6 separate regions of the Mus musculus genome follow, and regions 2, 3, 4, 5 and 6 are each linked to region 1. A link is a contact called in public HiChIP or PLAC-seq and promoter capture Hi-C data. All regions are on one chromosome and are shown on one strand. The core of a region is the stretch at or near the end of the contact, and the rest is flanking DNA. Distances in the headings are between cores, read along the strand shown.

What was found. Promoter capture Hi-C pulls out the DNA fragments that hold promoters and counts their contacts. HiChIP or PLAC-seq counts read pairs in DNA pulled down with a chosen protein or histone mark. Capture Hi-C pulls out chosen DNA fragments and counts their contacts.
Region 2: a contact with region 1 is called in a promoter capture Hi-C map of liver, with 3 times the contacts expected there. The contact joins the promoter of Fnbp4 here to the promoter of Harbi1 in region 1. A contact is called at or near these places in 1 of 39 promoter capture datasets (pre-B cells), 2 of 115 datasets of contacts at active chromatin or transcription factors (bone marrow-derived macrophages and microglia) and 2 of 9 other capture datasets (adipose tissue and liver).
Region 3: a contact with region 1 is called in a promoter capture Hi-C map of adipose tissue, with 2.4 times the contacts expected there. The contact joins the promoter of Mtch2 here to the promoter of Harbi1 in region 1. A contact is called at or near these places in 2 of 39 promoter capture datasets (liver and pre-B cells), 1 of 115 datasets of contacts at active chromatin or transcription factors (double positive thymocytes) and 1 of 9 other capture datasets (adipose tissue).
Region 4: a promoter capture Hi-C map of pre-B cells shows a contact between it and region 1, with 4 times the contacts expected there. The contact joins the promoter of Celf1 here to the promoter of Harbi1 in region 1. A contact is called at or near these places in 6 of 39 promoter capture datasets (the C10 cell line, erythroid cells, liver and 3 more), 3 of 115 datasets of contacts at active chromatin or transcription factors (astrocytes, double positive thymocytes and microglia) and 1 of 9 other capture datasets (adipose tissue).
Region 5: an H3K27ac HiChIP or PLAC-seq map of thymic regulatory T cells shows a contact between it and region 1, with 5 times the contacts expected there. The contact joins the promoter of Mapk8ip1 here to the promoter of Harbi1 in region 1. A contact is called at or near these places in 5 of 39 promoter capture datasets (cranial neural crest, liver, pre-B cells and 1 more) and 5 of 115 datasets of contacts at active chromatin or transcription factors (craniofacial prominence, embryonic stem cells, epiblast stem cells and 2 more).
Region 6: a contact with region 1 is called in a promoter capture Hi-C map of adipose tissue. The contact joins the promoter of Spi1 here to the promoter of Harbi1 in region 1. A contact is called at or near these places in 1 of 39 promoter capture datasets (liver), 3 of 115 datasets of contacts at active chromatin or transcription factors (bone marrow-derived dendritic cells, bone marrow-derived macrophages and microglia) and 1 of 9 other capture datasets (adipose tissue).

Annotation. Positions count from the first base shown.
Region 1 is chr2:91,707,951-91,713,034 of GRCm38.p6, forward strand. Harbi1 (harbinger transposase derived 1) reads left to right here and starts at 2,902. Exons shown (of 3, transcript NM_178724.5): 1 at 2,902-3,301; 2 at 4,130-4,915. The coding sequence starts at 4,246. It overlaps Atg13 (autophagy related 13), which reads right to left and starts at 2,642. Exons shown (of 17, transcript NM_001355419.1): 1 at 2,297-2,642.
Region 2 is chr2:90,742,523-90,747,606 of GRCm38.p6, forward strand. It overlaps Fnbp4 (formin binding protein 4), which reads left to right and starts at 3,036. Exons shown (of 17, transcript NM_018828.3): 1 at 3,036-3,304; 2 at 4,174-4,266. The coding sequence starts at 3,076. It also overlaps the pseudogene Rpl30-ps3.
Region 3 is chr2:90,844,242-90,849,325 of GRCm38.p6, forward strand. Mtch2 (mitochondrial carrier 2) reads left to right here and starts at 2,914. Exons shown (of 13, transcript NM_019758.3): 1 at 2,914-3,144. The coding sequence starts at 3,058.
Region 4 is chr2:90,937,853-90,942,936 of GRCm38.p6, forward strand. Celf1 (CUGBP, Elav-like family member 1) reads left to right here and starts at 2,545. Exons shown (of 14, transcript NM_198683.2): 1 at 2,545-2,789.
Region 5 is chr2:92,398,340-92,403,423 of GRCm38.p6, forward strand. Mapk8ip1 (mitogen-activated protein kinase 8 interacting protein 1) reads right to left here and starts at 2,924. Exons shown (of 12, transcript NM_011162.5): 1 at 2,690-2,924. The coding sequence starts at 2,787.
Region 6 is chr2:91,093,494-91,098,577 of GRCm38.p6, forward strand. Spi1 (spleen focus forming virus (SFFV) proviral integration oncogene) reads left to right here and starts at 3,185. Exons shown (of 5, transcript NM_011355.2): 1 at 3,185-3,500. The coding sequence starts at 3,456.

The DNA of each region.
Region 1 (5,084 bases), core at 1,652-4,151:
CAAGTGCCCTGGCACACATGTGCCTATTCACATAAACAAAATCCAAAAAATAAACTCGGCTGAGGGAGGAGAGAAAAAAAATCCACAAAGGGTTAAAGGTAAAATAATTAACAAAACAATAAATCTTTATTTAAAACAGAGTAATTAACATCCACCTCAGAGAATCTGACCTTAATGCCATCTTAAGTTATCTTTAAATAAGAAAGCCATTGACAATACTAAAAGGGAGAGGTAACCCCTTTAAAATGACTGTAAAAATGACTTTAAAAGAACTGTAAATGTCTTTTCTTTTCTTTTTTTTTTTTTTTTTTTGGTATTTTCGAGACAGGGTTTCTCTGTGTAGCCCTGGCTGTCCTGGAACTCACTCTGTAGACCAGGCTGGCCTCGAACTCAGAAATCCGCCTGCCTCTGCCTCCCAAGTGCTGGAATTAAAGGCGTGTGTCACCACCGCCCGGCGTGTAAAATGTCTTTTAATTCTACATTTTATTCATATATCTGTGAACCAGAAGTGGAAGCAGCATTTTCCAAAGCTGTAATCCTGTTATGACTTCTATTAATTCTTCACTTAGCCAATACTTTTCCTAACAGTCAACTGTACTTGGCCATTCAGTTGCTTTTCTAAGTAGCGGTGATTCACACTGTCATCCCTTCTCGTGTGCCCAAGGACATTAGGCTGCCTGTGCTGCTTACAATGGCCTTCAGAAGACTTTTCTTTTCTAAGATTTATTTATTATTATATGTAAGTACACTGTAGCTGTCTTCAGACACTCCATAAGAGTGCATCATGGTGTATTACAGATGGTTGTGAGCTGCCATGTGGTTGCTGGGATTTGAACTCAAGACCTCTGGAAGAGCAGTCAGTGCTCTTAACCACTGAGCCATTTCTCCAGCCCCGCAGAAGACTTTTCTAATAAGTTGCTCCAATGCACTCTACAGTTAAAAGCAGGCAGGTATTTAAAATGAATGTGAAAATAATTTTAATGAGTTATAAGCCTTTAAAAGATTTAAATTCAGTCTATAGTGTTTGGTATGGTAGTTCACACTTCTAGTATTCAGGAGGAAGAGATTCAGGAGTTCAAGGTCACCCAAAACTATATAAAGTGAAAACCAGCCTAGGCTATATAAATATCCTGTCTCAAAAACCTACAAGAGCAGATAGATAGATAGTGTTGTTTGGTTGTATTACATGCCTATAGCCCAGACCTGGGGAGTCAGAGGCAATAGGACTGCTAACAAGTTCAATACTAGCCTAGTCTACATAGTGAGTTCCAGGCCAACAAGTGTAATACACAAAAAGATCTTGTCTCAAAAAGCAGAGATTAATTGGTTGTGAATATAGCTCTGTAGTAGACTGAGCAGAGTGATAGGTTAAACCTCAAGTAAGAACACGTATGTGTTTGTGTATAGATATATAATTATTGTATACATATAAACATATACATATAAATAAATTTATACATATTTCATTAGGAGAATTTCAAAACTAGACATGATGGTATATGCTAGATAATCTCAACACTTACGATGCCGGGAAAGGAGGATCAGTAACTCAAGGCAAACAAACCCTGGCTGCATAGGTGAACCCTGTTTCCAACTATCCCAACCTAGGCCTGTGACAGCCTGCGTCGGTATTCTCAGCTCCTCAGGAGGCTGAGTGAAGAAGATAACTGAAGCACAGGAGTTTAAGGCCAACCTGGGCTACGGGCTACCACCGAAGTGGGGAGGGGGGAGCCAACAAAGGAATGTTACCTTGAGGATAGATTGAGCAGATTAACTAGGAAAAAAGTGAATGAGAGATTTACAACCCAAGAAGGTGCTTAGCCACTTAATTCAGAGATTTAATGAGAATAGGTTTTCGCAGGTTATTCCACTGCCAGTAAGAACATAGTCCCCTTTTTCACTAGTCAAGTCACCCTCACTTACAGGAGGACTTCATACTTGGCATTAAAAATTTTTTTTGATTGACTGAAAACTTACCTAACCTACCTTGATACCCAACACCGGAGTTACGGCCCTACAAATGTTCTCCAATAGATCTTTTTGACATAACTCAAAGAGACAATAAAGTAGCAAGAAAATTTCGGGGGATGTCTGTAACGGTTGGGACGCCTCAAGAGCCAACAGGGTCTACACCAACCCAACTTCTCGTAGAAAACATAATCAGGGGATTATGGAACTGAACCTCGGTTGCTTGGCTTGGGCGTCCCCAAGGTGGTGGCCAAGGGAACACAGATCAGTGACCTCCCACTCGGGGGCGCTGAAAGATCCGGGGGTTATTACCCTCAAAAGTGAGTACCTGCGAAGCTACGGCACAGAGAGTGGCTCCGGGCTCTCATTCCGGAGGCCGGGGCCTGGGGCCGGCCAACTGCACCTCCCAGCAGAGGGTTCCGCGCTCCCGGGCGGTAGTGACAGCACAGGTCGCAGAGAGATATCTCACGCTAACGAGGCTCCGGGATCCCAGAACTGAAAAAGCTGTCGGACTGGTGTGGACTGGTTTTTCTCAGAGCTTCCCCTTCACACGTCAAACGATCTCTCCCGCCCTAAGCCAGCAACCAGTCGCTGCCCGGCGCCGCCATCCTTAGTGTTTGTTTTCATCCGCTTCAGTGCAGGCGGTGGGGAGGTAGAGCGCTACGGAGGAAATGCAGCTGCCTAAATTCAGCTGCACTTTCGCTACACCACAAACGACCTATTTAATATTTCTGTACATCAGAGTCTTCAAGAAAGGCGGCTTATTTCCAGAAATAAATCATATGATTAATTTTAAAGCCTTTTAGGAGAAAAAAAAGGGTTTGGGAAGGAATTTAGGGAGTTGGAGACTGGGCTTCGTGTAGAATGTACGGAAGCGAAGCGCAGGCCGCGGTGGCCGAGGTGCTGATGACGCGGCGTGGGGCGGGCGCTGACGCGGAAGGGGAGGTGCGGCTGTTGCGCACCGTGGCGGCTTGTGTGCGGCCGTGGGTTCCGGAGGCGGGCCTTCTTCGGCCCCGAGGGTGGAGAGTGCTCCGGTTAATCCGGTAGCTACGGAAAGGTGGCGATCAGCGTTCGGTTATTCTGGGTCGAGCAGCCAGACTTTGGTTATCTTACTATTTTTGAGACAAGGTCTCGCTGTGTAACTCAGGTTAGCTTTGAACGTAATGTAGCTCCAGCAGGCATGGAGCACGCGGCGATGCTACCCAGTTTCCAGAATGCTAACATTACAGGCTGGACCAGCCTTAGGAGCTTTTTGTTTTGTTTTACTTTGTTTTGACTGGTGCTCGTAGTCCACGCTTGCCTCGCACATGATCTTCTGGTCTACACTTCCCAAGTACAGTGAGCCCATTCCTGGCTGGGGCATCTTTACTTACACGGCTTTTAAAGGAATAAACTTTTTAAATACATTTATGTTTTGGAGGCGGGCGTGATGTGGCAAGGGTGTTGGACGATTCTTTCTTTCCACCATATGGATCTCAGATAGCCAACTAATTTATTTCACCAGGCTTCACAGGCAAACCCTGTGCCCTCGGAGCCATCTTTGTCCCTTAATACTGTTTTGAAAGCGGGTTGAAAAGTGGCCTCGGTGTTCCAGACCTACCTGGTTCACTTAGCTTTTTCCTCCTTTCCTTCCTTTTATACTCTTCCTTCCTTTCTAGCCTAAAGCTTCGGGATTTGGGTCTCTTGAGATGAAGGGAAAGCCTGTTACAGCAGACAGTGTAGGTCCCCAGGCAGGGCCACAGACTGTCTTTCTTCCTTTCTCCCCCCCCCCCACCCCCCCTTTGTTCTACATCTCTAGTTGGACTGGTTTGAGCACTCCCTCATCTGTGGAGCCATAGGGCTTTGCAAAACAAACCTCTGAGTAACCCTTAAGGTGTTTTCAACTTGTCAGCTGTCTCCTGGTTGCCACAGACCTCTTTTACCTTGTAAATTGTTTGTTCTCATGTGTTGTTCTCAGTTGAAATGCCAGGCAGTAGATGAGCCACTGGGATTGAACTCTTATTGTCTGCAAATTAGATCAAGTTTGTCATACAATAGTGAGTCAGTGGAGATAAATCTAGAGTTAACAAGTGAATGGCTGAAAAAGGTGTAGGTTTTGAGTCATTTGGTATGGTTTGGATCACGTTTCTAATTATTTTTTTCTTTTAATTAACATTTACAGAAAGAAGATTATAAATGTCAGAGCCATTTAACTGATGGTTAGCTGTTGAATTCTGATACTTACTGCGCTGGGAAAAATTCGGGAAAAGCAGATAGAAGAGGACCTCCACATTAGCAATGGCTATTCCAATAACAGTGCTTGACTGTGATCTCTTGCTGTATGGCCGAGGTCACCGGACCTTGGACCGTTTTAAGCTGGATGATGTGACTGACGAATACTTGATGTCCATGTATGGATTCCCCCGACAATTCATATACTTCTTAGTGGAACTCTTGGGGGCAAGCCTTTCTCGGCCTACTCAGAGATCTAGGGCTATTAGCCCTGAGACACAGATCCTGGCAGCATTAGGGTTTTATACCTCAGGGTCCTTCCAGACTCGGATGGGAGATGCAATTGGAATTAGCCAGGCCTCTATGAGTCGCTGCGTTGCAAATGTCACTGAAGCCCTTGTGGAACGGGCCTCACAGTTTATTCACTTTCCAGTTGATGAAGCTGCCGTACAGTCTCTAAAGGACGAATTCTATGGATTGGCAGGGATGCCAGGGGTGATAGGGGTGGCTGACTGTATCCATGTAGCAATCAAGGCACCAAATGCGGAAGACCTCTCTTACGTGAACCGAAAGGGTCTGCATTCTCTAAACTGCCTGGTGGTGTGTGACATCAGAGGGGCACTGATGACTGTGGAGACAAGCTGGCCAGGTAGCCTCCAGGACTGTGCTGTGCTACAGCGGTCTTCTTTAACCAGTCAGTTTGAAACTGGGATGCCCAAAGATAGCTGGCTTCTTGGTAAGTTTGCAAGTATAAATTTTCAGTTTATGTCCATAGAAAAGTTATGCAGGAGAGTGGGTGAAATCTGAGGTTCTGTAGTCTTACTCTTCATTCTTTGTTTAGCCTGTGACCTCTGGTGAGAGAACTCTCTGGGCCTTTTTGTGTTCTTTCTTTCTTTCTTTCTTTT
Region 2 (5,084 bases), core at 1,786-4,285, 970 kb before region 1:
GCCTTTAATCCCAGCACTTGGGAGGCAGAGGCAGGCAGAGTTCTGAGGCCAGCATGGTCTACAGAGTGAGTTCCAGGACAGCCAAGGCTACACAGAGAAACCCTGTCTCGAAAAAAAATAAATAAATCAAGTCACTATTCTTGTGGATTTTTCACTTAACAACCATTAGCAGGTGAACCCAAAATTGAGCTATTTACCCTGTAAGGTTATGAGAATCAGATACAAACCTGCATTTAAAGTTATTAGTCATTAATACATAGCAACACAGCAAATAACAAATATTAGATATTTTTAGTGTGCTTGGTTAGTGTGCAACCAACCTCTGTGTCTATAAAAAAAAATATTCTACCAGTTATTTCTTGCACTTAGAGAGGGAGCTGGGTGTCCATACCACTGTCAAGTACCAAGAGGGCTTGACAGTGAAGAGCAAGGATGCTCAGGAAGGTCTTGTCTGTACTGGGCCCTGGGGGAACGATTTTGTCATGTGATACAGTAGTTATTGCAACTAAAGGATGGACTTAAGATGAGAGGAATGGATGGGAAGTTGAATCAAAGGCCATCTTCAGAAAGGACAAAGGTCTAAGTATTGATGGAGGGGCCACGATTCTCTGTTCACATGACTCAAGTTACTTTTATTGACCTGAAAACATCTACTTATACAGATCAAAAATTTTGTAGGCTTCCTATTACACCTGCGGGAATACCATGATTCATGTAGATCTATGGTGAATGCCATAAGCCTCCCGGACTCAGTCTACTGAGTGTATTCTGTGCTACTACAAAATCTGTATCCATGCCCATTTAGCCCCTGCCATCCCAGGATCCATTTTTTTCTTTTTTAGCTTTCCAAGTAAGCTGCTGTATCTCTCCTGTGATGTCTGGCCTACAAAGAAGGAGCTCTTCAGTGATGCCGGGGTTTTGAAAATCTAGTGTATTTTGCAAAATTCTGATGACGGTATGGTTTCTCAACTCTCCCAGTGTACATAGGTTTTACTTATTTTTATTTTGTGTGTACATCTTTCAAATGCACATATGTATGTACACCATAAGCATAGTTGGTGCCAGAGGCCCGAACAGGGCTACAGATCTCCTGGCACAGGAGTTACAGTTGTGAATCACCATGTGGGTACTGGGAACTGAAGGTCCTCAGAGCAATCTCTCTAACCCCAGATATTTTTGTTTTGAGACTGGGTCTCACTATGTAGCCCTAACTCTAGTGGAACTCGGAGATCCACTTGCCTGGCCTATTATTCTTGCTCTTTTTTTTTTTTTTCTCCTCGAGACAGGGTTTCTCTGTATAGCCCTGGCTGTCCTGGAATTCACTTTGTAGACCAGGCTGTCCTGGAACTCAGAAATCCGCCTGCCTCTGCCTCCCAAGTGCTGGGAATAAAGGCATGTGCCACCACTGCCTGGCTTGTTGTTTGTTTTTTGAGACAGGGTTTCTTTTTTGTTTTTTGTTTTTTTGGTTTTTCGAGACAGGGTTTCTCTGTGTAGCCCTGACTGTCCTAGAACTCACTCTATAGACCAGGTTGGCCTCGAACTCAGAAATCCTCCTGCCTCTTATACTCCCTCTTTAACATCCATTCTCATACATCTTCCCCAGATTTCTCCTTGTATTATTATTATTTTATTAATTTATTGTTATTATTGTTATCTTTGAGACAAGATCTCACTTTGTAAGCTCTGGTAATATGCATACCTGGCTAGACTCACTTGAAATCTTCCTACCTCTGTCTCCACTGAAATTATAGACATGAACCATGACAACTACTTCCAGTGTTATTAGAACACTTCAGTAGCTCTCCAGGAGTACAGTGCACCATCTTTAGGCATTATTTCTCATCTTCTGGCCTGCTGTCATTAGTCTAGAAGCAATCAGGGATGGGTGGAAGGAGTGGGTCCTGGAGAAAATCAGCATTATCTTGCGTGGTAACTATCTCTGGGGAGAACATTAATGACTCAGGATGTCACCTGACTCTAGGAATGGGGAACAAGGAAGACTCAAAATGTAAAGAGCTCAGCCTCAAGGTGGAGGAGTTGGAGGTAGGGCAAAAAAGTAGTGTTTACAGAAGTAGGATGAGGTAAGGCTTCGGTATCCCATATGAACAGTTTGACTGTTTCCAAGGTCCAGTCATTTTCCCTACTAATCACGTCGTATTTCGTTTTAAAGAGCCTACTGGGGCTGGAGAAATGGCTCAGCGGTTAAGAGCACTGACTGCTCTTCCAAAGGTCCTGAGTTCAAATCCGAGCAACTACATGGTGGCTCACAACCATCTGTAATGAGATCTGATACCCTCTTGTGTATCACAGCTACAGTTTACTTACATTTAATAAATAAATAAACCTTTGGGTTGGGGCGAGCGGGGCTGGAGCAAGAAAGTGGGGAGAGAGCCTACCGTAAACCCATCACTTGGGAAGCAGAGGCAGGCGGATTTCTGAGTTCCAGGCCAGCCTGGTCTACAAAGTGAGTTCCAGGACAACCAGGGCTACACAGAGAAACCCTGTCTCGAAAATCAAAAACAAAACCAAAACAAAACAGAAAAAGCCTACCGATGTATAAACACCCAGCATCATCATTGTTTAATACTATACCCCAAAGAAGCTACAATAACCAAGAGAACTTGCAGAAGGGTGCAATGTATCTTTATCTTCCTCAAAGACAAACAGCAATAAGCAGCTGAAAATAGCTACAAGATGGCGGACAAAGCCCTAAAGAAAAGACTTGGCTAACAGCGCATGGTGCAACCCCAGTCTAAGGAAGTCGCACACACCGCGGGCCCTTCCGCACTATTGGCGCGAAGTCCTGTCTTTTCCCTTTGCTATTGGCTACCGAGTCCGTCTCAAGTCAAAACAGCCAATCGCCTTTTCCCTGAACAAAGCCCACCCACCATGGATGGAGCGGAACGTGCGTAAAAGCACCGGGGCGCAGGCCGCATGCGCAAGTGCACCGCGCCGGTTAAAAGCGGATCTCCTCGGGAGGCGGTGCCACGGTTCATGAATATTGATTACGCACCGGGGCGCTGTGCGCCCGCCCCACTAATCTGCCGTCGTTCGCTGCTCGCGCTCCGGCTCATGATGGGGAAGAAGTCCCGGGCGGTACCCGGCCGCAGGCCTATCCTGCAGCTCTCTCCACCGGGTCCTCGGAGCAGCACCCCGGGCCGGGATCCCGACCCCGATCCGGATCCCGAGGCAGATTCGACTGCGGCGGCGACAAGCCAGTCAGCGCCGGCAGCAGCGACGGCGGCGGCCGCGACGTCGCCCGCGGTGCCTGCCTCCGCTGCCCCAGAGGACTCGCCTTCAGAAGGTAAGGGCGCGCGAGAGGAGCCCTGCTTTTATTTGGGACGTCTGAAACTCGAGCACGGGGCTTGCGGCCTAGGTTCCCGGGTGTCTCTTCGGACCCGGTGAAGAAGAGAAACCCTGGCGGGCGAGGTACACCTCGGCTGCCAGCGATCTGGGGCCCGCGGGACGGCGGTCGGGGACTCTGGGAGGCGGAAGGCCGGGCCCGGACTCATCTGAGGCGCCTTTGCGGTGCAGGGGTTTCTCCCCGGAACCTGTGCCGTCCACCGAGGCTTGGGACCCCAAATGTCTCCTAGATGACTCCCTTCGATCTTAATAACGCAGAAGGTGGAGGGCAATTTCCACGTGCGAGCCTTGAGGCGGTTGAACCTGGCCTTCTCTACTTGTCACGCTTGGTTTCGTTTTTGTTGAAATGGAGACACCACTCTTTAGAAGTGAACAAACCCATATTTTTTTCTTATGCTAGACAAAGCATCGGTAACCCCAGACTTAAGGGAAAGTGACAAAACCTGTGTGTGGGCTTTTCTGGAATTGTGTTTGGGTTTAGGGTAACAATTGCATGGAGTAGATGCCGGAGAAGCTATACTGTATCAAACATTAAGAATCAGATTAATAGGATGTACATAACGTGTGGAAACGTGCAGAAGTATTTATGCATGTTAATTGTTAAGTATTGCAGGTGCCATTTTCATAGTGTTCACGTTCTTACTGTCGCTACCACTAAATGAATGGAAGGGTAGATCAGCTTGTTTTTTGTCTTCTTAGTTTGCATCAGTGATACACGCTGGTTTTATAAGTTGATTCAGGCTGAAGGTCAAGCTTTGGACCCTGGCCCACTGACTGACTGCAGCTTCCTTTTGTGCATTCCAAATACAGATGAACAAGAAGTGGTGGTGGAGGTCCCCAACGTTGTTCAGAACCCTCCAACACCAGTCATGACCACCAGACCGACAGCCGTCAAGGCAACAGGTAGAGATTTTTGTTGTTGTTTTTGCCTTTCCCTTAAAATATCTTTTATTAAGTTGAAAGATAAAAGTGTGCAGCTGGGTTGTTGGATGGTTAAATGTTGCTAATTTATTATTTCTCATAAAAAGTCGTTGAAGCTTTTCTAGGATTGGGGTTGCATATCAGTGGTGAGATGCAAAACTCTGGGTTCCACTCTTGGCTTACAAAAATGGATTAACAAAAAATAAATAAATCTTTCCTGAGGGCTTGCTGTGTATAAACTTTTAAGTAACATGAAAGTTTATTTATGGCTGCAGACACACATTCGTGCTTCTAAGGCTGGGCCACATAACTTGTTTATCTATTTTTTGAGAGTGTCTCAAGTGAACCCAAACTTTTTTTGGGGGGGGGGGGCAGTTCGAGACAGGGTTTCTGTGTATATCCCTGACTGTCCTGGAACTTTGTAGACCAGGCCGGCCTTGAACTCAGAAATTCGCTTGCCTCTGCCTCCCAAGTGCTGGGATTAAAGGCGTGGGCCACCACGCCCGGTGTGAACCCGAACTTTTAACTGTTCAGGTAGATGGACTGCACAGACACCTCTTCTCCTCCAGTCCACTTGTCTTGACCACTCCACTTCACCCCCAGCGCTGGTTACAGATGAGTGTGCTTCATACTCTGCCAAAACATGGCTATGAGGGCTCCGAATGCAAGTCCTTAAGCATTTTACAAAGGGAGTCATCTCCCTGCCGGCTTTTTGGTCCTTTTGTGTTTTGTTTGTTTGTTTGTTTGTTTGTTTGTTGTTTTTTCAAAAGGAGCTCTGGCAAAGTTTTATTAAAGGAAAA
Region 3 (5,084 bases), core at 1,664-4,163, 860 kb before region 1:
AATATATTTTCTTCCTCCTAACCAGTTTAGATGGTTGCACTGAGAGAGTCCTAATTAAGCCAATATATAATAAAATTCACAAACTTGCAGGGGGGCGTGTAACAGAGTGTTTTAGGAGAGAGAGGCTAAGACAATTTAGAAAGAACACAAAGAAGGAGCTCTGTGAGATGCATTGGCCTTTTCTAGTTAACAGGAGCACTCGGAGCAGTGCCAGCAGCATGGAAGGGAGGTGGATACACATGCACTGGAGTCACTATGCCAATAAATATATACTGAGTACCTGGCACTGTTAGACAATGAGAACGACTGCAACCCCCGGAAGATATCAGCACTAGTTGAATGCGGTGCTGAGCCAGGAAGATTTCTGTATTTTCAAGGTTGCTTGGTCTATCTAGCAAGTTTAGACCAGCCATAGCTACATAGGGAGACCATGTTACCAACAAACAAAAGGAAGGAAGGAAGGAAGGAAGGAAGGAAGGAAGGAAGGAAGGAAGGAAGGAAGGAAGGGAAGGAGGGAGGGAGGGAGAGAGGAAGGAAGGAAGGAAGGAAGGAAGGAAGGAAGGAAGGAAGGAAGGAAGGAAGGAAGGAAGGAAGGGAGGAAGAGGATAGAGGAGGAGGATAGAGGGAAAGAGGCAAAGAAAGAAGCACACAAGGCACTAGTCAATAAGAAAATGAGAAAAACCTTGCACTCTTGTACCTCAGTGTCTTGTAATGATGGATAAGGAAAAACAGTTTTAAAGTAATATAGCAAATTGAAAAGAGCCATAAAGAAGAAAGGGACTGCAGGGCCATGTCTAAAATTTATAAGAGTGACCCAGTGAGCTTCGAGGCCAGCCTGATCTACAAAGTGAGTTCCAGGATAGCCAGGGCTATACAGAGAAACCCTGCCCAACAACCACATGAAGGCTCACAAACATCTGTACAGCTACAGTGTATCTTTTTTTAAAACTGAGAAATGAAACGTGGACCTCTTCCAGGTAAGACTATCCCAGCCTGGGAGTGGTTTAGCTGGTAAGCCCCTCTCTTTTCTGGGCTCTGTTTTCTGCCTCTGGGAAGTTTTCACATTACTTACCATCCCCTCTTTTCTTTTCCCAAAGCTGGCCTATGCCAAGGTGCTGTTCTCTCTCCCTCCCTCCCCACCTTTGACTTTTCTTATCCTCCTAGCTTGAATATAAGTTACTAAGTAACCCATTCTAGGGTCACCACACTGAACTCTTATCAGGGATTGTCATTCATATCACATCTTTACAAATGGCCCGTTTGAACTGTGCTCTTCCTTTACTTATAATTCCGACTCCAGTTCTCTGTCCCATAACGTCATGGGTAGCTTTTGCCATGAACCATTAGGAATGTGGTGGGACATCCTCAGGTGCCCAACCCTTCAGCCCCGCGACATTCTGAGCCTCTCATTGCTCACAGGCAAATAGAATTTTTTTTCCTTCACCACCCATGCACAAATACCCTTCTTAATGGTCTTGCTGTTTCTAAGTCATGTTGAGAACTGTGTTTAATTAAGAGCAACATGTAATTTTTTTAGAATAAAAAGCTACCATTTACTATTGCATTTTTGTTGTGTATGCCAGGCTAGGTCCATATTGCTTTGAGATAATGTTTTGAAGTGGATATTATTATACTTATTTGCTTAAAAGTTTTGAAGAGTTGGGATGACCTATATAAGGTCACACTGTAACTGGCAGAGGTAGACTTTGGATGAGGCCCATTGGACTTCAAAGCCCGTGTGCCTGACCTACAAACTGCCTCCCAATATCAGCTAGTTCTGGGCTGAATAGAAGGCCATATTAGGACTAACTTCTGTATTTCAGCCAATTTCTCAAAAACTCCATATATACAGTTTCACTTAATGTTCATAAAAATACACTGAGTTAGTTGCATTGTCCTTATATTTAGATACAAACACTAAAAAATTTAAAAAGGAAAGTGACACATGGATCCAAAAGGAAAGCCAGATTCCAAACTCGGTTCCTTGTTCATTCTCAGCAGTACACACTAAGTGCTTGCACTAAGTGGTGTCTGCTACAGAACAAAGGGGCCAGAGCTGGAGCAATGCCTTTTCTTCATTTTGCCTCTAACAGCCTGGGTAGCCCGATTGGCACTGAGCTTTAATAAATCTTGAGCACTGGTACATGCCAGGCACTGGGGGAAAATAGTGTACAAAGGCCATCTCGGTTCCTGAACCCAGAGTTGACACTCTCAACTGTCAAAGACAATTTCCCAGTGACAGGTGTCACAAGGCAACGGGTAGGAAATACGGATAAAATGGATTTCGAGTAGTCAGAGAAGACATGAAAAAAAAATTTTTTTTTTTGGTCAGTATGTCACCATGTAACCCTGGTTTACCGGGTATCCAGTTTGTAAACCAGATTAGCCTTGAACTCACATATCCACATTCCTCTGCCTCCCAAGTGCTGGATTAAGGGTCTGTGCCGCCACATCTGACCCCGAGGGGGCACATTTTGTTGTAGTTGCTTTTTCTTTCCAGTACTGAGGACTGAAAGCAAGGATGTCGGGAAGTGCTCTACCACTGAGCTAATGGTAAACGCAAAATCAGGGACCTGCAGAATTCACTGTTAAGCCAGACAGGATCTGTTGTTCATTAGACATGACAACTCTAACGGAAAACAACCATCAAACTTTACGTCGTCAAAGCCTGAAAGAGGATAGGAGTATAACTCAGTTCTTCCAGTTGTTAGTCCGCTGACCTTGCCTTTGCCGTCAGGGTCACCCCACCACCACCCCATCATTACCATTCCCTCCCTACTCCTTCCGGACACTTCCGGCTTGCGCAGGCGCAAGAGAAATCGCCTTTCCTAGAGGCGCGAGGAGCCCACGCCCAGACGCATGCGCGTCCCTCCCACAAGCCCCGCCCCAGGCGGCCCCTCGCGAGCGCCTGCCGTTTCTTTGGGCGGGCCGGTGGGCGGAGCCTAAGCGGGCGGCGCGCCGCGGGCGGGCCAGTGAAGCCGGCGCCCCCGACACGTGATCTGGAACCGGCTGTGTCGCTTGGTGACTCCGTCTGTCCGTCCGTCCGCGGGTGCCATCATGGCGGACGCGGCCAGTCAGGTGCTCCTGGGCTCCGGTCTCACCATCCTGTCCCAGCCGCTCATGTACGTGAAAGTGCTCATCCAGGTATGAGTCGTCGCCCTTTCCTTCCCCGCCCGCGTCCTGTCAGGTCGCCACCGCCCTCTGCGCCTTTGGGTTGGCTCTGCGTCCCAGGCCTTCACCCTCTCGAGATGCTGCCCTTCTCTCCCCTCAGGAACAACTTCCACGGCCTCGCGCCCCTCTCGGAGACATCCCGAGGCTCGCCCCGGGCAGGCCGGCTCCCTTTCTGCAGCCAACTGCCACCCTTGCCTTCCCTGGCCGGTGACTCTTCTCAACTTTGTTTTTCCTTTCCCTGATCCTGGCCGGTTGCCACCGAGGGCTTCCCAACCCTTTTCTTGTCGCCCCTCTGATACTGGCGTTCACCTCACCTCGTTCACTCCTCCTCAGCGAAATATCTCAAACTCGAGACGTGAAATAACTCATCTATGGGCAAATTTAAAATTCTAGGAAAGCCAACATCTTATTGTTCTTACTCGGTTTTTCTATTTGCTGTTTCTACTTCTATTCCCGTTCAGAGATTTTAACACCAGATACCCGGATATACACAAGGAGCGCATTGAGAAGTGATAATGAAATCAGATTTCCTGAGGATCCATTGAGCGCTTTCACAGTAACCCATGTGGTTCATGACAATGAAAATCACGTTGGTTAGAGCTGGAAATCAGTTCTGTTTAAACACTTTAGCGAGTTTAAATGTAACATCAAACCCCGGATGTCTCTCTTGCCTCCCTTGCCAATCTGCTATAAAATATTTCTAAAGTGGTCATTTATATTCATGGGTAAGGAGGCCTACTTTTAGCTGGTGATAGTATTTTCAATTGCTCTTCTAACTTTCCCTGTGCTGATCAGGGCCATTTTTAAGCATTTATTGAGGATTGCCATACCTCATGCATTGTGTGTCCTGGAAGGAAGCAGGCTTTAGAATCCCTGTCCTCAATGTTTACCATTCTGAAAAGAGAAAAAAAAAAAAGCAAGACTCTAGAATGGACTTCATTTTTAAATTGTTCTTCATACAAATTGTTGCTAAGTTGACTAATATAAGTGTAGATGTTGAAGCGCAGAGTGAAATCTGTGTCTAGAACAGAATTGACAGTATTTCGCAGTACACGTATGAACTCACTACTCAATAGTTCTCAAAGAACAGTGATTTTAGTGACATTCAGTGTTTTTGCCTCAACAATCCAATATCCTAAATTCTGATTTCACAATACCTCGTGCGTTGCCAAGTATCTCAGGAGGTTGATGAAATTCCCAAATACTACTTTAAAGCTGCACTTTCAGTGAGTTCAGAGAGGGGGTTTTAACTCAGAAGGAAGAATTGCAACAGTAGAGCCCAAACTGCCCTGTATTTTTTTTTTTAATCTCAAGTATCCCTTTGGCACTATAATCACTGAATATATTGTACAAATAAAATGGCAATCATTAATTTTTATGGCTCTGTATATTGCTAATGAGTCTGTACATTTAACGTGGACCTAAGTTGTAATTATTTTTGTAAGTGAATTACCCAGCTGTATGCATTTGCCTTTGTTGTCTAGTTATCCATGTAGGTAGGCATTTGACGATGGCTCAGTGAATATTTTATTTTGTTCAAATATGAAAAATATTGTAAAAAATATGTCAGCTTTATCGGTAAACTAGGCTTTCCTGACACAATGGTTTGTTTCCTTGTTCTGTTTTCAGTTTAATAATCTAGTCACATGGTTTACTCTATAGACTCAACTCAAAGGGAAAGTTGGAGTTTATTGAACCCAGTCTTAATCTATCCAGCAGAACAAAAGGCTGATAAGGATGATACTTCATCAATGACTTAAAAAAACTAAACTGCATTTTTATTTGTAAAAATTATGGGGCTGAGGAGGTAGCTTGCTGGCACTGAGCATAAGGATGGACATTGGGTCCATTTCAGCATCAAACAAACACATTTGAGCCTGGTTTTCTTTTTACAAGACCTTGTAGCCAAAGTA
Region 4 (5,084 bases), core at 1,295-3,794, 770 kb before region 1:
GGGAACAGCATAAGAGTAACAAAGCCATGTTCCTACAGAAACCCCTATCCCTAAGTCTTGATTGGTGGAATAACTTGGCGCAGATGTTTGTATATCTCAGGCTTAAGAGCCTTGTAGGAACTTGGAGTCATGGTTCAGCTCTTGAGCCTGAATTGTGTCCCTTGTTGATCAGTCCTGGGCTGTGATATAAACTATCCCAAGTTGACTGAGATTGGTGTCTAAGTGATTTGTGCAGTGATTCCCAGACCCCAACACACCCTTTGCCTATAAAATTTCATTTCTCACTTTGTGCGAGTTAGGATAAATGTTGTTAAGCTCATGGTTCCAAAGACCCAATGTAACCCCTTATATACTGACCAAGAGTTATGACATCAAAGGTTTCATGCGTTACAAGGAAGAGGAAGAAATGTTGGGGGCCATAGCTACAGAGATTCCATCTTGTATATAGTCTCCATTTCATACTAAGCTAAATTCCCAGGAACAGCTCAAATGTTCTGGATAAATCCAAGCCACTGTATCCTGCTCCAAACATCACTGGCTGGCCTCAATCCAGGCCAAGCTATCAAGTAAACCACCCGAGACACTTATTATGCAGGAAGCCACCTAAAATACCAGGTGTGAAAAACCCAATGTATTCGTGAATCTGGTTGGATGCCCCCTACCCCACGTAGTCTGTGGAGTTTTGTCTTTAAAAGTTGTTCTGGGGCTGAAGAGATGGCTCAGCAGTTAAGAGCACTGACTGCTCTTCCAGAGATCCAGAGGTCCTGAGTTCAATTCCCAGCAACCACTGTAATGGGATGCCCTCTTCTGGTGTATCTGAAGACAGCTAGAATATATATAATCTTTTAAAAAGAAAAGAAAAAAGTACAGGAGCAAAAAGTTGTTCTGTTCTGCCCCTGACTGACATAGTTTTGGATCCTGAACCCCGCCGTCTCCCTGATATATCAGCCTTTGAATAAAGTTGAATAAAGAAACATTTTGCTGGCTCAAAACTTGGTTTTCATAGTGGATTATTCCCAAATTCTCAGACCCTAACAACGCAAACATTATTTTCATCATTATCCCTCCAATGAAATAAATTCTCTGCAGTAACCCTAACGACTCTTAGAAATCTTCCATTACCAGCAGGACTAATTTTTTCTCCTAACAGTTATTTTTTTTGCCAAGAGTCTTATTCAAGAACTAGTTAAAAATACCAGTGTTCCATCTTTCATAACCACTCTAATTTTTCCTAACGTATCCATCTATATGCAACTAATTCAAGTTACATCTCTAACTCCATTCCCATCAATCAACAACAAGAAGGTAGAAAACCAATTTGAAAATTGGAACGAACAGGCCGGGTGTGGCGATACACGCCTTTAATCCCAGCATTTAGGGGAGGCAGAGGCAGGCGGATCACCAAGTGAGTTTGAGGTCAGTCTCAGTAACAAGAGGGAGTTCTAAGACAGCCAGAGCTACACAGAGAAACTCTCAAAAAAACAAAACAAACAAAAAAAAAAAAAAACAAAAAACAACCAAAGCTTTACAGTACAATTTAGGTAATTTGATAATGAACAACCTAGGGGCTAATTGTTTTGATCTACATGATTGTTTGTGCCTCTAGCACAGGGGAAAACTCTTGGCTGCTGCTTGGGGCAGGGGTGGGGGCTGCCTTAGTGAGTGTGGTAGGGTAGGGTAGGGTATAACCGGCATTTGTGGATATATATTTTGCTTTAGGAAGCTAAGTGATAAAGAGAAATAATTGCCAACTCATGAGTAATTTGTAAATTGATGGAGCCCTGACCTCCCAGAACTAAGTTTTCTCAATCTGCATTTCATTGTCTCACATTTCACTGACTTTGTGTAATAAACAACACACTTAATGCGTGAATCCAGCTAGATGCAGGTTAGGAATACCGAATCCTAAAAGGGGGTGCTGGATTCGTAAAAAGTGTTTTAATTGTTATTTTTTTTCCCAAGAAGAGTAGGTTTGGACTGGGTAGTCTCTTAATAGAATACTTAAGAGCTTTCTGGTGCCGCAGGGATTTTTGCCAGATTGCGCATGCATGCAGTTGAACATCTCTGTACAGGCACTTCCCTAACTCTGAAAGCTTGCAACACACATTCCATCAGAAGGAAGGCCTGGATACAGTTGTCTGTATGCTGATGTGCAAAAAGAAAGGGTGTGCCCTGCGTCCAGTGTTAGCCAAGCACCCATCATTCATTCATTCATTCATTCATTCATTCATTCATTCATTCATTCATTCGATATTTATTATGTGTATTTTTCATTGCCAAGCTGCGTTGCTTGCCCGCCAGAGGTGCAGCTAGTGCGGTGCGCAGAGGCAAGAACTTCAGATTCCCAGGCCGGGGTCTTCCCTCCAGTGCAGCTCTGAGACAAAGAGATGCACCCCTACAGCTCCCAGGGCTGAGGGCTCCGCCCGCGGCCCCCAGGGTTTCAGAGCGACTGCTCCTTCACTCCCCGGCCGGAGGGGGCGCTGCAGCGCCGGCCCTCCGCCCGCCCCTGCGCGGCGCTCGGCTCGGCTCGGCGCTGGCGGGCGGCGCCGCGGTGGTACGTTCCCCTTCGCCGCCCGCCCCCTCCGCGGCGGCCCTCCCCGCCGGTGGTAGGTGCCGGAAGTGCCGCCATTTTGGGGTGTTCTGCTCTGGCGGCAGCGGCAGCGGCAGAGGCGGCGGCGGCGGCGGGACGCGGAGGCTCCCCCGGGATTCGGCCTCAGCAGCGAGGCAGCGGCGGCTGCGGAGGAGCAAGGCAGCAGCTGAGGCAGCGGCGGGCTCAGGTGCAGCCGCTGGTGAGTGCGGCGGCCGCAGGATAACGGGCCGCGGGATGAAGGGAGGGAAAGAGAGGGAGGCTGGAGGGAGGCGCCGCGGGGCGGGTCAGGTTCGGGCGGCTACGGGTCACAGGGCCCTCCGGGTGCGGTCGCTCCCGCTTCCCCGCACCCCGGGGACCAGGCCGCGGACTGCTCGGGACTCGGGGGCCCATTCGCGTCCGCCCGGCGCGTGCCCCTGCTCCCAGGGAGACCCGCCCTCCTCGTGGCCTGGCCCCGGCTCCCTTGCCCTTTGCCTCCACTCTCCCGGCCCCGAGGGCTTGCTTCCTGCACCGCACCCGAGTCCTCCTCTCCGGGTCCGCTGGGCGAGATCGCGGCTGTCTACCCGAGACGCCGCTTCCCTGACCCTGTCGCCCCACGTGTTCTTCGTGCCCACCCCCGGGGGTGTCCTAGATTCCCGCCCCTAGAAGGCAGCGCTCCTCTCGATCCTCCGGAGCTCTTGCAGTTCTCGCCCTGGGGCCGCTTTGGCTCGCCCTACCCCCCACATCAGGTGCTCGCTCGCCCAGTCAAGGCCTAGTAGCAGGGCTCGAATCTCGCACCCAGGAGCGGGGACGGCTCTGGAGGGTGCCTTCTTCGCTAGGTCCCAGGCTTTGGATTTAAAGTCGGTAGTGGTGTCTCGGTTGTGGTGGTTCTGACAGGATGTTGTTTTAATTTTCTCCGACCATTGCATATGCTTTTTAAGGAGCTTCTCATTGGTTTAGAGACTGATTCCGGGGAGAAAGTGTGAGATTTTGGTCAGAGCTTGGTTTAGCACAACAGAATCTCTTTCTGGTGCTCAGAGTTAATGCTGTATATAAAAGCTGTTGAACAGTTTTAAAGAGCATAGACTCTGTTGATAATGTCTGCATTGTTAGGAGGTTACAAACACCCTTTGCACACACTTAAAAGGAACTTAACCTTTAAAAGATCTCTTCTCTGTCTTCTAGTCTCTGAGTTGAAGAGGTTTGAATTGCACTTTTTCACTTTTTCCAGTTTGTTTCTTTTTAGATCCTTAGAATGACGGTGTCTTCAGATGGAATTGCTTAGAGTTCTTTTTGGTTTTGGCATTAACAAGTGTACTTGGAAAATCATGGAGGTTAGAATGGACCAACTGCAACGGCACTGATTTTTTTTTTCTCTCTATACTAGTTTTTATATTAGTAGTTTTATTGCCTGAGAGTGTGGTTTCTGATCATGACCTAGGGAGGATTGAAAGCCATGCTTATGGTAAAGCAAAGCTGGGATTTGCAGCTGTTACTTTAGCTGGCAAGCTTATGAGTTCTCTTGGTTTCTTCTTCTCCACCACCTGTTTCTCTTAAGAATGGCTCTTGGCTCCAGAGCCTACGTCTCCATCCTCTCATTCATTCTTACCCTTTGGGTTTTCTTTTCCCAAGGATCCATTAGCAAGAGGGGCTGTTACAGTTGAAAGGGTTGCTTTTTTTTTTTTCTTCAGTGCTTTGGCTTTCTCACAAAGGAAAGTGACTTATTTGCCCAAGGTTATTATAGCAAGTGCTTTTAAAACATCTCCCACCAAAGGTTTGCTTGCTTTGCCTTTGTAAAAAAAAATTCACAACACTATCACACTATCATGAGCAATGATGCAGATTTAAGATGTGATGGAATGGCAAGGGCTCTGGGCTTGAAGTTAGAAAATCTACACAATTTTCAAATCTTTTTGCAGTAGGTTACTAGTTGGTCAAGTCATTCTTTTATTATGATCCTTGTTTTAATCTCCACAATCCTCTAGAAATTGGTGTCCATTAGTGTTAGTTAACCAATGATTGTACCTGTGGGCTGCTGGGCAGATAGTGAAAATTGGAGCCAGAATGACTTATGTTCTAAAGATGTCTGCATACTTTTCTTGTTACAGAAGTTGCAGATTCATTATAAAACATACTGGTAATTCAAATGGGAAAAAAATCTTACCTTTCGGAGATTGTTGTTAAAATGGGTGTGTATGTGTACAACTTTACCCTGTGGGCCCCTCCAACCCCCCCAAGACAGGGTCTTCCTATGAAGTCCTCACTGGCCTACATCCCAAGTGCTGGGATTACGGTGTATACTGCCGCATCTTTCCAACTTTGTCTTCATCACTTTAGCCTTCTTTTGTCAGTGTGTGTTCTTTTGTGTTACTGGGAATGCAGCTCTTGGCCTCCCACAGTTGATAGGCATGCTGTCTTCCACTGAGTTTTTTCCCTAGTCCACATCCTTTTCTTTTTTTCCTAGGGGTAGGATCTTCATTTTCTACAGCTCAGGCTGACCTTGAAATTCCCTGTAATT
Region 5 (5,084 bases), core at 1,674-4,173, 690 kb after region 1:
GCTCGCTCTCTTGGTAGCAGAGCTGAAATTTCTTGGTTTCCTTCTCTGAAAGCAGTGGTAGTACTAACCCATTCACATGGTTACAGCAGCACACACGCTTGGACCCACGAGGTTCTCAACACGGTGCTTCCCACTACTCTGTTCTCCAGGAGAAACGGCCCCGTGCGTCCACCCTTCATCCGTAGTAAACCAGCCCTGCTGAGCACCTGTTCTGGACTGAGTCGTGCGGAGAGCAGAGCACTGACATAGACTGCTTACACATCCTAGAAGCTCAGAGTAGAAATCACACACACACACACACACACACACACACACACACACACACACACACACACACACACACCTGAGTTCTAGAACCATCCTGATTAGGGGCAGACAAATTAAAGGAAAAACAAGGACCCAAAGGGCTTAAGTACGCAGTAGTGGTGGAGTACACAGCTTTAAGAACAGTTGAACCAGCCGGGCGTGGTGGCGCACACCTTTAATCCCAGCACTCAGGAGGCAGAGGCAGGCAGATTTCTGAGTTTGAGGCCAGCCTGGTCTACAAAGTGAGTTCCAGGATAGCCAGGTCTACACAGAGAAACCCTATCTCGAAAAACAAAACAAAACAAAACAAAACAAAACAAAACAAAACAAAACAAAACAAAACAAAACAAAAGAACAGTTGAACCCACAGCCCTACCAAAGAGTCACAAGATGGGCATCGAAGATCAGGGTTAAATGGAGCCAGACCAGTGGCTGCTGAAGCAGGACAAGAGAAAGGGCAGTGGGGGTTGTTGAAGTAGGCAGTAGGCCATGTAGGGCCCCACTGCCCAGTGTTATCTCCAAAGCCCGCTTTGTCTCACAGCTAGGGCACAGTGTCCTGCAGGCCAGCCCACTCCTCACTCAGCCTTTTGCTATACTGTTGCCCCCGCTCTACATAGCCCAGAGTTGGCCACACATTCCCTGGCTAGTAGCCTTCATCTTGGCTTCTCGGGCCTGTATGATAAACAATTTCCTGCCAGAATAGGGTGTGAGCCTACCCTGGGCCAGAGATAGGGCCTATAGGGAGAGGGAACAGAGAAGGCTGAGACCTGGTTTCAGGTTCCAGTCCTGACCTTCCAGTCAGATTTTTCTGTGGTTCCTAGGCTAGCCCCTCTGCCTTCCTTATCTTCCATCGCCTCAGCTCAGCAAAGGGCAGATTAGGGTGGGCCCTCAGGATGGTTGTGAAGGTTCAGTGAACTACCCTGGAGAAACACTTTGACAGAAACAAGCTGTACAGATTTCTGCCAGTGTGGCCGGCTACCTGTTGAACAGTGACTTGGTGCATACTGTCTCCTTCCCAGGCAGGAATCAATATTAATTAACCCACTCCACAGATGAGACCAAAGACAAAAGCAAGCTTGGATCAGGCAGCGAGGAAGCAGTGGAAACAGGATTCGAACCTCTGTCCCTCGCAGCTAATTCTCTTCCCCTGCAAAGGCCTGACCTACCAGGGAGAATCTGAAGCATTAGCCTGGAGGCTTTCCTCAGGTTTGGAACCATCCTCTGGCCCCCTCCTTCTGGTTCTCTCAGCTGGGTTTAGGGCCTCCTTGGAGGATTCAGGGCCTGATCATACCATTTAAGATCGTGTGTGTGTGTGTGTGTGTGTGTGTGTGTGTGTGTGTGTGTGTGTGTGTGTCTGTGTGTGTGTGTGTGTGTGTGTGTGTGTGTGTGTCTGCCCACCTGAGGACCTGGGAGCTAGAGACCCCTTCAATAGATGACAACTTGGCGCCAGAGCCCAGCTGGGGCCTGGCTGGAGCAAGGGTCCCAGGAGAGAGAAAGGCGCCTGCTCCTGATGGGGAAACAATGAGGTATGTCTCAGCTTCTACATTCTGGAGCAGTGACACCCTTCTCTTCTTCGTCACTCTCTCTCTCTCTCTCTCTCTCTCTCTCTGTGTGTGTGTGTGTGTGTGTGTGTGTGTGTGTGTGTGTGTGTGTGTATGTGTGTATGTGTGTGAAAAGGTGAAGAGAGGACAGTCACCGGTTCAACACATCATGCCTTACATCTCTGAAATTCATTCACCTGGTCTAACATCAGATGGAGGGGTGGGTCAAAGAGGAGCTCAGTTCGGTGTCCTGAGTCTTTACACAGTGGGGACCCCCCAACAGTATCCCTGGATATCCACAGGCAGATTCCCCTCCCTCAAGCAAATTGGGTTTCACTGGTTGAGGCCAATCCTTCTGCACCTGTCCTGAGATACAACTGACCAGGGAGCTGCCCAAATTCAGAAGACCCTGTCCAAGATCGCCTAGCAATCTGACCCATCTGGCCAAGCTAGCTGGGAGAGGGGTTCACGACTCTTCTTAAAGGACCAAGGGTTTTGAATTGGGGCCTCTGGGCCCCCAACCCCTTAGCCTACTTCCACCTTGGGTTAGATACCTTGAACGCGGCAGGATAAAGTCTGGGCGGATTGCTGCACCGGGAATTCCATCCAAACCCCAGACCCACTCCCGCCAAGGTGGAGGGGAAAGGCGACCTCCCAGGTTCCTGCCCCAGATCCACCTCAATCACCCCACCCCATGACACGGAATGGCAGAAGGAGCTGCGGGGGGCCACGCGGTGGCCACCAACCTGGACTGGAGGTTGTGGGGGCTGGGGGCTCGGCCGGGAAAGGACGCCGCCCTCAGGGTCTCCAAGGATCCCGAGGTTCCGGGCCTCGATCCTTACCTGAAATTGGGAGGCGACGCGATGTGCAGTCCCAGGAATGGGGAAGCGGCCGGTGGGGACGCGGCGCCCCCGCCCAGGCCGCTCTCTCGCTCCGCCATTCCGGGGTGCAGCCCTGGCCATCCGGGCGGAGAGCGGCGCGGGAGGCGGCGGCGGCGGCGGCGGCGGCAGCAGCGGAGGCGCGTGGAGGAGGCCGCCGCCGCCGCGGGGTTCGGACTGAGCTGGGGCGGGCGCGGCTCCGGACAGCGCGCCGCTTCGCCTGCGGCCCCCGCGAGAGCGCCCCGCGCGCGCCCCCGGGCCGGCTGGGGTCTTGTGGCCCCGCCCCCGCCCCGCCCCGCCCCGGCGCTCTCCGAAGTGCTGACGCTTCGATCCCGTGGCCCTGGGTCCCCTCGGCCTCCCTACACATCCCAGGGACATTCCAAGCACTGGCAAAGCTTTGCTCTCCTCAGAGCTGGACCTAGATCGAGGGCATCAGCGGATGGCAAGATCCTGCTCCCCAAGTCCGTCTTTGGCCTTCCACAGCAACTGGGGTAGGAAAAGGGTTACAGAAGATGGCTGAGAAAGGAGAGATGGTGGTGGAGTGGGGTCCAAGAGCAGTCAGCTATGGGGCCAGGTGACCTAAGACCACAGCTTGGTTCCACAAGTGAACAGGCAGTGGAGAATTGCATTAGTGACCTCATAGTTCCAAGGCTTGTCTTTCCCATGTGTGAAATGGAATATGAGCCCTCCATGAGCATGGGGAGGAAGAAAAACGATAGAAATACTTGTCCCTGGGAGCTGGGAACACCCACCTGTGCACTGGGATCACCTCCCGCAGAAATCTCTGAAGGCCACCTCTATCAAGACCCACCCTTTAGTTTTGTTTTGATTTTTGAGACAGGGTTTCTCTGTATAGCCCTGGAACTCACTCTGTAGACCAGGCTGGCCTCGAACTCAGAAATCCGCCTGCCTCTGCCTCCCAAGTGCTGGGATTAAAGGCGTGCGCCACCATGCCCGGCCTAAAAATGTGTAGCCCAAGCTGGCCTCCAACTCGTGATCCTCCTGCCTCTGCCTCCTTCAGCAAAGACCCCCTTGAGCCCTGACCACCCCTGATAACCTGAGTGATGCTTTTGGTTTCTTAGCCCTGTGAAGCCTCTGTATGCCAGGACTACCCCATCACTTGTTTTTCTTTCATTTCCAGTTTGTCCTGGAAGTTACCATGTAGCCTCAGCTGACTAAGAACTGATGACAATCTTCTTGAGTCTCCTGCTAAACTGGGGGATTAGTGTGAACTCCTGTGCCCAGTTCTCAGCACCTGTCTTCCCACTGCGTTTTCTATCTAGCACCCCTTTTGCACTCACACAGTCCTGAACTGGCTTCTCCTACCCTAAGGCCTAGGACCTTCCTCATCCCCAGGGCCGGATTCTTGAGAGCTTTGTGGTTGCTTCTGTTCCTTGCACCCACTCTGGGTCTAGCTGTGCTTTCTTCCTGGTTCTCTATTGGGTTTTCTCACACAACACCGTTTACCAAGACTCGAGTCCCCGTTTTTGGTGGCTCAGAGAGCCTCCCTGCCAGGTCACCTCTGGCCACAGACCCTGCCCTTCACATAAATGGAGCAGGACAGACCAATGTTCTACAGTCTGTGCAAACTTGATTGCCTCCTTCCCCTTTCCAGCAAGAAGCGTAGGCACCTACCTTGTAGTACTCAATCTCCCTGCTTCAGCCCTGAGAACACTCCAGAACCTAAAGCCAGAGGCCTTGGCTGCCTCTCCCCTCCCTGCCACTGATGCTTCAAGAGGTAAAGGTTTGGTCACTTTAACTCTCTGCTCTGGCTCAGGCCTCTCACAGGAGGCCCTGCCCAAACCATCTGCTGTTAAGGCACCTTCCTCCCTCCCTCCCTCCCTCCCTCCCTCCCTCCCTCCCTCCCAGGAAAGCAGCCATGCCTGATTAGCATGGTTAATGTGTGCTTGTCTCCACTGGGCAGCATCCCCAGGAGGTCAGAAGTGTGTGAGTATGTAGGACAGTTCCCTCTCATAGAACCTCTGCTCAAGAACAAAGGTATCTCAGCTTCTCCAGCCACGCCAAAGCTACATGAGAAGCCCAGAGAGGGAGGCCAGTCTTAGTAGAAAGTAGGCCAGCAGAAGCTTGGAGGCAGAGCCAGGAATGAGATGTGCCCTAGAGTAAAGCTCTCCTTCTGTTTATAGAGCAGACTGTGATTTTCTTTGGCTTTGCATGAGCCCCTCTCGCACCAGGAACACCCATGTGCACGGCATTCTGGCCAGATGGTACAAGACAGGGCCAGCATCCAGGCCTCAGGCTTGGCAGTAGCTTCCTTAACTGTGTCTAGAGGGCACACATACCTTCTTAGCACATTATAAAGAATGGACGCAGTACTCTGGATCTCAACAGGCTACTCAGT
Region 6 (5,084 bases), core at 1,935-4,434, 610 kb before region 1:
GACAAGAGATGAGAAGAGAAGAAAAGAAAAGAGAAAAAAACTTTTTAGAGAATTATTTATGTGATCAAGGTTGTTTTATTTTTATTTTTTTTTCCTATATGTGCATCATGTGTGTGCCAAAAGAGGACATTGGTTCTCCTGGGACTGGTGTTACATACAGCTGTGAGCCACCATGTAGGTACTGGGAATGGAGCATAGGTCTTTTGCAAGGGCTACAAATCTGTCAACCACTCTGTCATCTTTCTGGGTACCCCTGGCTCTCTTTTATGGGCTGCCTCAGGCAGACATAGGACAAAAGAATGATTCTTTTCCTGGAGGCCTTTGAACCTTATGCTTTGGGAACACATCCTACCTGGTCTCCTGTCTGTGATCATCAGATAAATCTCTCACTCCCCGCTTAGAACAAACAGAAACTCCATTGATGATGCTGTATTTGGCCCAGGCTCCTGGGCTTAACAGTAAAGGTTTCCCATCATGCCTTTCTCCCAACCACAGCGATGGCAGCTCACTGCTCCAAGTTCTTCTCTAACTCTCTGCCTCCTCAGTCAGTCTGCATTGTGTGATAGCCTCTGCCCACTGTTCCCAGGATGTCCTTTCTGTGACTCTGATCAAATGACTTGGCCCCACACATACCCACTCCCCGTCTCTTGCATTCTCTCCACAAAGCCCACAATCTGTCTGCACATCTCCCCACGGGCCTGTTTGTGAGCCTTTAGGTCCAGCTCATAGAAATCGCTGAGTGAAATGTTTGTGGCTGGATGAACGCAGAAATGAGTACACATGCTCATAGAGAAAATAAGCTAGGGTCTGGGGATGAAAGCTGACAGAGAGGCTTTCCCACACTTAAGGCCCCGAGTTCAATCCCCAGCACCACATAAACTGAGCAATTGGATGTGGTGGCCACGTCTTTGAAGGTGGAGGCAGGAGGATCAAAAGACCAAAGTTATTCTCAGTTATTAAAAAAAAAGTTCAAGGATAGTCTGGGCTAGAGATCCTAAGAAAAACAAGGTGGGGTGAGTGAAGGGGGGAGGGGGGAAGAAGGAAAAGAAGGAGAGAGAGAGAGAGAGAGAGAGAGAGAGAGAGGAGGGAAAGAAGGATGGACACAAGTTGAGGAAGGAGTGAAGCGAGAAAGGAAGGAAAGAAGAGTTTAGGGTTTGGCAAGGGGCTCCCTCCAGCACCATCGAGGCAAAAATGAGAAGATAAATACAAATTTGAAGATAGCCTGGTCTATACAGCAAGCTCCAGGCTAGCCCAGGATACCATAAGCAAGATCTTACTAAAACAATCCAAAGCAATGGATTAATGAATGAAAATAACAGTTGGGGCCTGGTTCTCACATCCCAGACCATTCTCCCCCTATAATCCAGTTACCTGGAGCTCAGCCTATTTGGTGGAAACATGAAGAACTACAACTGCTGGCGTAGAGTGAGTTTGTGTCTTCCCTAACCTCAGAGAGGGGCCTGAGTCAGGTTCCTGGGAGCCCTGAGGACATGTGATCTGGACCCCCTGGGGAGTCCCAAGTGTGTCTGCAAGAAAAGAGAGGATGGAGGTGAAGGTGATGGTGGGACCCTTCCTTTTCTGCTGGCAGTAAGAAACTACCGGGGTATATGGAGGGATCAGGCTAGTTTTTACATAAAGCAAGAGGTTAAAGTATACACAGGAGGAAGCTAATTGACCAAGAAGTTCTCCTTAGACAGGGGACTGTGGCATACACTTTAAAGCCCAGCACTCGGGAGGCAAAGGCAGGTATAGAGCGAGTTCCGTGACAGTCAAGGCTACACAGAGAAACTGTCTCAAAAAGACAAAAACAAAACAAGTTCTTGCTCAACCGAGCAGTCTCCCTAGAGGTGTGTGTGTCCTTGGAGTCAGAAGTGGGGGACAGGTGTGTGTGGAGGAAAAGAACTATTGCTCTACTCTCTAGACTGGATGTCTGAAGGACAGGAAACCCTTCCACTTTCCCAGAACTCAGCATAGAGCTTGGTTAACATAGGGAAGATGCATGGATGGATGGATGGATGGATGGATGGATATGTAAATAGGTAGACTGATTAATAGTTAAGTGGATGGATGGGTGGATGGATGGTTGGATGGATGGATGGATGGATGGATGGATGGATGGATGGATGGAAAAGTGCATTGAGAATAGATAAGTAGATGAGTAGACTGGGAGATGGATGGATATAGGCAGACTAATGAATTAATGGATATATAGATTAAGTGAATAGATGGATGTGTGGGTGGAAGAATGTATGTGTAGACAAATGATGGATGGATGGACAGATGGATGGATGGATGGATGGATGGACAGGTGGCCAGATTGACAGAAGGTCATATAGTAGATAAAGAAATAAAAATACAAACTGTTAGCAGATGGATGGGCTGATGTACGGACAGACAAGTGGCTAAATGAGCACGTTGCTAACCGCGAGGGTAAGCAGACGAGCTGACTGGCAGCTCAGAAATGAGCAGTTGGTTGAACAGAGATGTGTAGACGGATGGGTGGTGTGATGGGCTGGAGAGATGAGCAGACAATCAGAAAGAGACAAGGATAGGAAAACAGAGGAAAGAAGAAACGTGCGAGGAAGGTTTATAAAGGAGGAAGTCTAGATCGTAACGTTCAAGGGTTGGAGAAACCGGGAGAACTGGGCTGGGAACAATGTCCTTAGGGATCTGACACCAGCTGTGGTACTTAGCTGGGAGGGGAGGGGATCAGAAGCCAATGTCCTTCCCAATTGGAAGGGAAGCCCACTTGAGAAGTCTGGAAAGGAGATAAAATGTGGGAGACCCAGTGTCTACTGTTGGCCCTAATTGGCTTAGGACGATCTAGCAGATATTGCAGGGCCTACAGGAAGAGCCAAGCCTGGCAGCCTTGGGACCAAAGTCCTCCACCTGACAAATTCACCCTCAAAATTAGGGATCCACGCTCTCGCTATTCTGACCCCCCGAAGAGGGGACTCTTGGCCACCAGAGGGGACTGAGAAGAAATCGGTATTATTAGGCTAAAAGAACAGTGGACTACTTCAGCAAGGCCTAGCGACCGGAGCAGCAGAAGCCTTCCATGGTAGTGCTAGCCTTTCTCCCTCCCAGCCCCAGTTTCCTCTGGGCAGGGGCCTGGCCCCCTGTCTTCCCAGGGCTGCCCTTTGAGAACCACCTGCCCCAGCCGGCCAGAGACTTCCTGTAGCGCAAGAGATTTATGCAAACGGGCTGGGGCGGTGATGTCACCCCAAGGGGACTATCTCCCAGTGGCAGGCCCTTCGATAAAATCAGGAACTTGTGCTGGCCCTGCAATGTCAAGGGAGGGGGCTCACCCAGGGCTCCTGTAGCTCAGGGGGCAGGCCTGAGCCCTGCGTCTGACCCACGACCGTCCAGTCCCCCGACGGGGCACCTGGTCCTGAGGGGGATCCGCCTTGATCCCCACCGAAGCAGGGGATCTGACCAACCTGGAGCTCAGCTGGATGTTACAGGCGTGCAAAATGGAAGGGTTTTCCCTCACCGCCCCTGTGAGTACTGGGGCTTCACTACCAGCCCAGCCTGGGGCTTTGGGATGTGTGACCATCTGCCCACTAACCCACCAGCCCACCCGATGCCCTCCGGCTCCCTATCAGTGGGAAGTTGGTGTTTCCTCCCCGGAGCTGCTGGTCTGAGACCCAGCGAGGGGCCATTGGCTTCCTTAGAGCATGCCCTGGCGGGCTGAGGGTTGCCGGCTGGCCCCATGGTGGGGCTGTGATCGGTGGGGCCTGAACAGCTATTTATAGATGGGTTCAGTGGCAGGCCGAACTCTAGGGCAGGGTTCTGGGTTGAAGATGGCGAGGGCGGCTCCTGAGAGGCCATGGATGAGGAGATCTGGAGACTGGCCTAGGAGTCTCTGGAGGCAACAGGAGAGGTTTCAACTCAAGACCTGTGGGCTCCTGAGGCAAAGGCTATTAGAACTCGAAGTCACCCGTGGGTCCCCAACATTCAGTTTGTGGCCTGGCTGTTGATCCAAGTGTTTGGGCTTTGGGCCTACATGGATCTGAGAGTCTTGGGCAGTGACCAAGACTGGCTTCTTAGGGCCAGGCCGGGCAAGAGAAGAACAGAGCAGAAACCCTGCAGTTAGATTGTGGCTAGAACTTAGCTCAATGAGAAATCGGGTGAAGAATGGACTGGGGCCAGAATGGGACGGAGATTGGGACTGGAGTGAGAAGATCTGGCTAGAGTTAAGGTGGGGCAGGGACAGGGACACTAGCAGGTGGGAGGATCCCACCTGTTCCTCCTGTTTTCAGTGACAGTCACAGCTTTGGGCGAATGGCAGCCCAGAATCCCTTAGAGAGGACCCTCTTGCTTTCTCCTACCCTTGGAGGTGTTGGGGCAGTGAGGAAAAGCTGAGCAGGGCCTGCCCACCTGACTCAGCGTTCCTGAACTAGAGACAGATCTCTTCTCTATCCCTTCCAGCCCTCCGTAGCACCTCAGGCCTGACATCGTAGTCAGTGTCCTGCAACAGGGGCAGGCCTAGTGTGCTGCCTGGAAACCCAGGGAAGAGGGCCAGCTTCTGGTCTCCTCACAGGATAGAAGACAGGCTCGCCAAATCTCACTGTTCTCTCCTTTACCCTGATCCCCTTCTCCTGCCTGGGACGGGAAAGGTGCTGGGGCAAGCACAGGTGATGGAGGGTGTCCCAGAAGTTCACTCTGCCTCAATTAAAGCCACTGTCCCTGACCCTTGACCTCTTCTTCCTGCTGATATGGACACAGGCCAGACCTCCAGTTCCCACACCAGCTCTTTAGCCCCTCTCTCCAGCCTCAGGAGCCTCTCTCCAGCCTCAACCAAGTATCTCTTGAGTGGACCGGCTCTCAAGGCAGCCCTGGCCCACCAAGCAAGGCCACTGTAACTATTGTGCAATCCTTGGGCACACTCTGTGGTTGTGGGGAGAAGCCCAGTGACTGACGGGAAGGCTCTGAGTGCATATCCCTGTGCCTAGCAAGTGAGAGATGGAGGAGATGAGGGAGGCAGAGGAGAAAGAAGATGGGGAAAGAAGGGAAGAAAGACAAAGGAAGGAGAGGAGGACAAAGAGGAGGGAAGAGAGAAATTAATGGTGGCAGGGAGTCTC